2 separate regions of the Mus musculus genome follow, and region 2 is linked to region 1. A link is a contact called in public promoter capture Hi-C data. All regions are on one chromosome and are shown on one strand. Each heading gives the region's core, a stretch centred on a gene start, on an enhancer-like site or on the middle of the called end of the contact. The rest is flanking DNA. Distances are from core to core; before and after follow the strand shown.

Region 1 (4,035 bases), core at 790-3,289:
GAATGAGCGGTGTGGGGATGAAAATCCCATTTCTAGTTTCTGAGCTTTGGTAGACAGGTTGCCAAGACCTGCCCTGTTTTTTAATGGGGATATTGGGGACCTGAACTTGGGTCCTCACATTGCCATGGGAGAGGTTTATCTACTGAGCCATCTCCTTAGCCCATGCAATTATTCTTCAAAGGATTGTAAGGGTAGTTACTATTAATATATTGGTGCTGTCGCATTTCAAAACAAAAAGCAAGAGAGGTTTGGAATAGTAGAGCTGATATTGAAGACCAGGAAAGTGAGCTCTCCTTCACACTGACATTTTGGTATGCCAAGAATCGTGTGAGTGGCCACCTTATTGTATCATTTCTTCCTAGCCCAGTACAGAGTAAGACACGGCGCCTAAAATAATTGCAGATTAGAGGCATAACGAATGCACTGGCCCAGGTTTATTCAATAGGAAAATATCTACTTCTAAATGGCTCCTTATTTCAACTCGGCTATTTCTAGAACTCGAAAGGGTGATCTTTCAAAATCTGGATGGTGCCATCCCTGATACTGATCACCTACAGTGGCTTCTGTTTTTCCAGAACAATCACCAGAAATTCTATAGCCACGCATGGGAAGCTCTCTTCCCTCTGTCTCAGACTCTCACCTCCTTCTCCCGTTCTGCCCTTGCCTCCAATCCAAGATACACACCATAGCTCCATGTTATCTGGGTCCTAGTGTGATTCTGTGTGCTCTGTCATGTGTCTCTTTTCTCTTCATATACTTGGATAGTGGTTTGCTTTTCTTCTGGTACTAACTAATTCAAAGCTCAAACGCTGTACGGAGTCCCCCGTGAGCTTTCTTCTCTGCAGCCCTGAGTTCTCCCAGGCTTTCAGGTTCTCAGAACCTTCTGTTACTACAGGTGGAGTATTAGTCTTCGGTTTACCTCAAAATACTCTGAAGACTGAGGGTTTGGGGTTTTTCATTTTTTTCAAATTGAATTCTGATACACTCAACATGACAGTCCAGTGTACATAGTAGGAACATAAATGTCCTAGAGGAGAAAAGGACAGAGTTGGAGAAAGAGAGAAGAGGAGAGGGAAGGAGAGAAAATCAGGGACGAGGGGGAGAAACATCACTATTGAACAGGTCATTACACTCAGCCAAAGCTGAAAATAAATAAATAAATAAATAAATAAATAAATAAATAAATAAATAAATAAATAAAATCAATTCTTTGGTCTCGGTATTCGGGGGAAGTATGGAGAGGAGCAAGCTTAAGTTACATAATTTTTTTCTTCCTCCACACACAAATGAACAAGGGATAATTTACTATTCAGACCAAAGACCTCTAAGGAAAGAAAAAAAAAAAAGTACTGACAGTTTTTTTTTTCAATGTACTAAAAATGTTATTTAAATTTTAAAGAATCAACTTTGTTATTTTGTAACTGGCTAACCTCAAGGCTTCATAGAAAGGACTCTGATCGGCTACTCCTGAGTGACAACCGGACTTAAGAAGCCAAAGCAACCGTGGTCTGTTAAAAGTTGGCCTTTGAGTCCTAAGAGCGCGCAACTCCTCTCAAGTCCACTTCATTCCACTGCCGACGTGGAAATGCAGACCAGAAATAACCAAATTCTTACTGTATAAAGGTTTGGCTTCGATGCCAGGTAAAAGTTAATGATTTTGCAGCTTTATGTGTGTTTTTAGGTCATGAGATTAGTCTGTTTTACTTCCTCTTTCCTGGGGAGGGCTGGGTGCAGGAGATTCTTAACTCTTTATGGCTTTCGTTCGTTCGTTCACTCCACAGCAAGCTCGGCTAAACCAAGCTAAGCAAGCTTTGTCAGGTCCTAACAGACGTGAAGATGCTTCAAACAGGCTTTCGTTTGAAGATGGGTTGGAATATCTTGTCCTCTAATGGGTAGGCCTGGTACGAGCTGTTACAGCTGTTATGAGCTTCAGGAAAAAAAAAAATGCAAAATACTTTTGCTTTTCGAGAAGTGTGGAAGCCATGTCCCGTCTCAGCGAGGGGTGGCTCATGAAGAATGAGGAGACATTAAAGACAGGAAGGCAACACCAACTGTCACTACATGGTTCCATTTGTTAGTCACACCTCCTCCTCTCCGTTCCTCTGCAAATCTCCCAGATTATCAAGAGAGCTTAACAAAATACACACGGAAATAAATAAGAAAACAAGAGCCAGATGGCAGGGAGCTGGGGGGGACTGGCCTCAGCTGCTCGCTTCTGCGCCCTTCCTTCGGTAGCACCCATCTCCCTGCCTTGGCTACTCAAGTCTTGTTTATCCTAATACCGCCCTTCACCCTTTGCAACCTTTCCTCTTATAAACTCAGAGCCTAGCAGGCAGGAAACCCGACTATCAGCCTGATCAGGAAATCCAGTCCAAGGTCATTCAGGCCAGGACCTTTCAATCCAAGGCCAGTTGGTCCAGAACAGTGAGTCTGCGGCAAAACTTAAAAGCCAGTTCCTGGATTCCCAGTAGGTCTGAGCGCTGACTGCAGTGCTCTACCATTGTAAAGACAAAGGGGTTGTCCTGTGGCCTTGCCGCCATTCAGAGGCCACGCTGTTCTAATTTCATTTTACTGTTTATAAACTGTGAGCATTTCTTTCTGCCTTACTCTTTACCTAGCCTATTTCTAGGATCATTTTCTCTCGTTTATTTGAAAAAGCTTCTTTGGGCACCTGAAAAATACAAAGAGATAGGACGATCAAGAGCTAGATGCGGAGTCAGTCATCTTTTTAGCAGTACGCAGCACATGTCTTAACTATAAACATCAGGAAGGAAGCCTATCTGCAGAGACTACTCCAGAAAACACACACAAAAGGGGGCTTTTTAGCTTAGAACAGCCTCCGGTTACTCTCCTGCGTTTTGAATGAAAGAATTTGGAGGGACTATTCAGGTGTTGGGAACAAGATAAATCAGTCAGTGATAGCCTCTCTACCCAAGTTCACAGGTAAGTTTGCCCAAACTTGCAGTGTTGAAAATAGACTGGTACATCTTCAAAGCTTCTCTTCAAATGCAGAGGGTAAGTAAAAAAATCACATAGGATGGAGACCCCAAACCTATTTTTATGAGAGAGGCTAAAAATATATATAAAAACAAATATAAAGCATCACAAATGCTAACTTATAGGGGAAATTTAGAGGCAAATAAGAAGTTAGGGAAAGTGCTGTTGCCTTTTTACAGTGAGCCACTAAACATGTAAGAGGATTTTCAGTTGAAGATGCTGGTTTTACTTAGGTCAAGTTGTCATTTAACTGATATAATCAATATCCCATATTTATTTTTTTTTCTTTTGTAGAAGCAAAGTTACTTCTCCTAATTTGTAAACTTTCAATCATTCTTCGCCCGCTCTTCCTTGGTTCCTAGGATAAATCCCAATATTCCAGACGTGAACCTGGAAGTAAGTCCGTGCAGGCTCTACTCAGCCATCAGAGTGTCCTCCTGGTTGCAATGCTTAAACTAGGGCTTTGGCCAACAGTACCAGAGCCTGGATCTGACCAGTGGTATCAGCCTGGGCAAAGTGGCAGCAGCCAACCATACTGACCTCTGTGTGAGTAACCTGGCCATGAGCTCTGACCCATGGGTGGGGCTGGCGTCTTGCAGTACACGCCCATTGCCTAATCCCTCTGACTCCAGCAAAACTGCAGAGAAAGGGATAGGATGACTCTTACCTCCAGAAGGGGTGTAGAAGGAGGAAGAAGGAAGATGGCCAAATACCCTGGGGTGAGGGAAGTTCCTGGCCTCTGTTGATCCCATTGGGAGAGTCATGGTATTTCTGCTCAGATGGTTAATAAGATCACGGGAGTCAGAAGTCAATGTTCAGCCCGTCAATTTCTCTAAGCAAAAATAATTTAAGAAGGAGGTAAGTCTTCCTGGGAAAGAGATAAAGGAGGGGTCTCTTAGGAGCCTGAATCCACTGTATTGAAGGGATTTGTTTTGAAATCACACCTCTTCATCATATAACCACAACTACCTCCTCTTCCTCCTCCTCCTCCTCCTCCTCCTCCTTCTCCTTCTTCTTCCTCCTCCTCCTTCTTTTCTT
Region 2 (4,035 bases), core at 799-3,298, 480 kb before region 1:
TTGAGTTACATTGTTTCAAAAGAATTTAAAACCATACTGTTTGGCCCTGTTCTAATACTGGTCACAAAATAACAGTGTATTAACAAGGCAAAGGAACACATTTAAAAAACTACAAATGTAGTTCAGTTGGTAGAGTTCTTGGCTAGCATGATGAGGCCCTAGGTTCAGTCCCCAACACCATTAAAAGTAAATATTCTGGGTGTACAAAAATATATGATGTTGCTCTAAAAGCATTCACCAATTATCAGTGAAATGATTTAACATACTCAACACATGCTAAAAACAGCATCACAATGTTAATATTTTGAATTAGAGAATATTCTCTTAGGGGAGAGGAGGCTTATTAAGCATGAATATTGGACTAGAAAACAAAGTTAACTTTCAGTAATTTGATTCTTGATTCTACAGACTTATGTATACAGTTCTGAGCCATCAAGGTAGTTATCTGACTATGCAAAGAAGTGGTTTAGTCAAAACGAAAGACAAAACCCATAAAGTCCTTGCAATCTTGAAGTTTAAGAGAAGCAAAAAAGACAGCAACTTTTCCCACTTTGAGATAAAGACGTTTTAAAATGCAAAATGAGTATAAAGAAAATGCTACTGAGCCTATTGCTTAACATGCCAAAGATCCCATGACCTTCCAACCAAAACTACAGCACACATTCAACATCAACATCTAAAGATTATAGTGTTCTAGGAACAACATACAGAATTGGGAGGCCAACTGTTTTCTTCGTTATTGTTATTCAGTCTTGAATTCTTCTGCCACATTACAAACTACATCACAGTTCACCATAATCGTCTCAATGTGCAAGAAGCATAGACTAAAATAGGCTCCAAAACCAACTTTAACCAAAGTGTCTAAAATAACAATGCACTATCCCTACTTTCCAACATTCTCTGACATCTTTGGTTATCTCAAGGAACATAAAATGCTAAAACTATTTTAATGACAAAAAGAAAAAAACGGGGGGGGGGGGCTGTTTGAAGGTATTGGTCTATTTTTTAGTACAACAGGCCTCACTTTAAAGACAAGCACAGGTAGGCTTTACAGCAAGTACCTAGTGTCAAAACTACAGCAGGGTGTGGCATCCATTACTCACACCGATGAGCCAAAGGAGGCTCTGGCTGTTCACTGTATACCTAATTGCTCCTACAATTAGAATTCAACTAAGCCAACATTTCCCCGGTGCTCAAAATGCTTTTCACACCAATAAGGGGGGAGGGGGGAGGGCAGAACAAGTAATGACCGTCTGCTCTTCAGGACATGGAGCAAGCTATGCTGGAGCTTTTAAAGATTCTTAAAGTAAAACCTAGAACTAGCAAGATACTGTTCGAGAAACAATATGTGATGACCCCCCTAACTCTGCGTGAAACTGATGCTAGAGTAAAGAACGAACAAGAGAGCAAGGTCAAACTTAGGGGACAAAAGATTTGAGTAACAGCCATAAAGGTCTCCTTACGCGCGAGATACTTTCTAGATCCAAGAGAGAATAAAATAAAGAAAAGAAAGAATAACCAACCAAACACTCTACTTGTACAGATTCCACCCTGGGTCGATGCGATGTACCTGCCCTGGAAGACAGGTAATTCGTTTTGGGGAGGTCCGGTTTTTTTTTCCCCAGAACAGCAGGCCTGGCACAATAAGACCTCCGAAAGAGAAACTGTCCAAAAGGGGTGACAAGTGACATTCTTGCAGAAGAAAAGGGACTGGAAAAGGAAGCGAAGGAGAAGAAAGTTTAATTACAAAGCCTGGCAGAGTGAGTACTGGAGGAATGCGGGGGTCACTCTGGGGACGCGGCGCCGTCGGTTCTGGGAGAGCAATCCGCAGAAGGGAGTGGACGCGAAGCCTCTCACTACTGCACACCCCGCTCCGCACGCAGCCCCGCGGGACCGAGCGCGACGCTCCCGGAGTGGCCCGGCCGGCCGGGAGGCCACGCGGCCCGTCGAGGAGCGGCGACCAGCCCGCGCCTCACCTTCTGCGCCGCGCTCTGCTGCAGCACATTCTGCTCCACGGTCATGGCCCCCGCGGCGGCCCCGCCTGTCGCGCTCTACCGGGCCCGGGGCAGCGACGCGGACGGCCCGGGAGGACGGCGCCCCCGCCAGCCGGGCGCGAAGGCGATGGCGGCGGGCGAACGCGGGCCCCGCGGGCAAGCGGCGAGACGCTACCGGAGAGCGCCACCGCGGCCGCCTCAGGTCCTCTGCGCCCCGATCCTCAGCGCCGCTGAGCCGCGGCGGCCCGGCCCATGGGCGCAGGCGACGGAGAGCACGATCAAGCCGGGCCGCGTCACGCGTTCGCACTCAGCTTCGCCTGACCGCTCCGGGGGGACCACTGCGGGCCGGCGGCAAGCGGACGGAGGGAGCGGCCACCCGGAATGGCGCTGTCCTCCGGCCGCCGCGACTCCGCCTCCAGCCCCTCCCTCGCCGCGGTCACCGCCCCCGCCCCGCCCTCCTGCCCCGCCCCCGCTCTGCCCCGCCCCACCCGTCCTAACCCTACATTGTGACCCGCGGGAGCGGAAGGAGGGGCTGTGTTGCTGCCCCGCCCCCTGGTGGGCCCCGCCCTCCGTCTAAGCTCCTCTCAGCGCGCGGGCTGGACGGCCAGAACCGCCCATCCTGCAGGTTACTGTGCACCATTTAAGGCTCTTGCTAAACTCTGACATTGCGACCCCCCGACCCCCAGTCGAGGCTAGAGCCATAGGACGGTATACCAGATCACCTTCCTGTCTAACGGTCTCCAAAACAATCAACGTCCTTCCATACCTGTAATGTCCCAAAACCTGGGCGGGCCCAGAACTCCAGCTATTTCCTATGTCACCCAAGCCTTTCTAGGAATTTCACAAGCCATGAACCTGCTGGAAGAAAAAAGTCAAATAAGCAGAACGCTGTTAGAAGTCCTTCTGGACTGTACTTTTCTCAACTATTCGTTACATACATCAGGACTGACATTCTGTGTTTATTTCATGCACTGGAATGTGTGACAGTCACTGCTAGACTGGGGATTTAAGGTTTATTTACTGAAGAGAATCTAAATGAATAGACATAAGGCAAACAACATTATGAAAGAATCACTGCCTAGATGATGCATAATTCTAATATCCCTGTTGCCAAATTAAACAAACGATTAACTACCGTATGTGGAATAGTCTACTGTAAACGGAATTGGAGGAAAAGCCTAACAGTAAGTAAGAAACCTGGAAGTAAAATATCTTCAATTGCACCAGCTAAACTAGGGACAGAGTAAGACCGAGACCCAGGGGAGGGTAGATTAATGAGCACAGGGTTACAAATACAATAATACAGTGCACATACAAGTTAGACTGTAATTTAATCCACGGCAAGAAAAGCAGGCTTGGTAAAGAATCCAAGAAATACCAGGTCTTATATCATCATAATAACTCGGAAAAAGTCTTGTAATAACTCTTTGTACTTTATAACCACATCTAATCTTCCTTTGGGATGTCTTCAACCCTCTTTTGTGATTCCTTCCTTGTATTTGTCATGTTCGTTTGACAAATTTTAAATTTTGACTTCATTCATGGTCCTAAATCCTTGACTACAAAGGTTGTGAAATGATTGGAGGTGAGGAATTTTATGGATACTGCAAGAATTCCAGAGCACATGCTGTTTATGAGAACACAGACCCGGAGAGCACGTGTCTGAGAATGGACCTCAGAGCTACGTTTCCACAGTTAGAGACCTCAGCGCTGTAACTTCTCATTCACAGAGTAGCTTTGTGATTCTCCACAGGGGAGAGAGTTTTACAAGGTCATTTTCTTCCATTCAAAAGTACAAAAATTACCTGAGATTTGAGATACTGCTCACTAGTAGTAAGCATGGAAGCACATAGCTACACATTTGATCTTCAGGACCACTGCTTTTAAAAAGTTAAAAATTAATGTGAAAAAACTATTACAATGGTTTTTTTTTAAATCTATTGCCAGATATTCAACTTTAACTTCAGGAATTTGGTAGTACAATAATTCCCCAGAGTTTCATTATTTAGTCTTAGTTTTAAAATCTTTAGTACCTACCTAG

The links. Promoter capture Hi-C pulls out the DNA fragments that hold promoters and counts their contacts.
Region 2: a contact with region 1 is called in a promoter capture Hi-C map of pre-B cells, with 3 times the contacts expected there. The contact joins the promoter of Usp25 here to the enhancer-like site in region 1. A contact is called at or near these places in 3 of 39 promoter capture datasets (3T3-L1-derived adipocytes, liver and pre-B cells), 1 of 484 Hi-C or Micro-C datasets (macrophages) and 1 of 115 datasets of contacts at active chromatin or transcription factors (pancreatic cancer cells).

What each region holds. Positions count from the first base shown.
Region 1 is chr16:76,530,640-76,534,674 of GRCm38.p6, reverse strand. No RefSeq gene overlaps it. Among named protein-coding and RNA genes, the nearest start is that of Gm30726, 16 kb to the left of the region's middle. Within about 2 kb of position 2,039, at least 72 of the 459 cell types and tissues checked have an H3K27ac peak or open chromatin away from gene starts, as enhancers often do. A contact at or near this core is called in liver and pre-B cells, where this site is marked.
Region 2 is chr16:77,012,082-77,016,116 of GRCm38.p6, reverse strand. It overlaps Usp25 (ubiquitin specific peptidase 25), which reads right to left and starts at 2,048. Exons shown (of 24, transcript NM_013918.2): 1 at 1,977-2,048. The coding sequence starts at 2,021.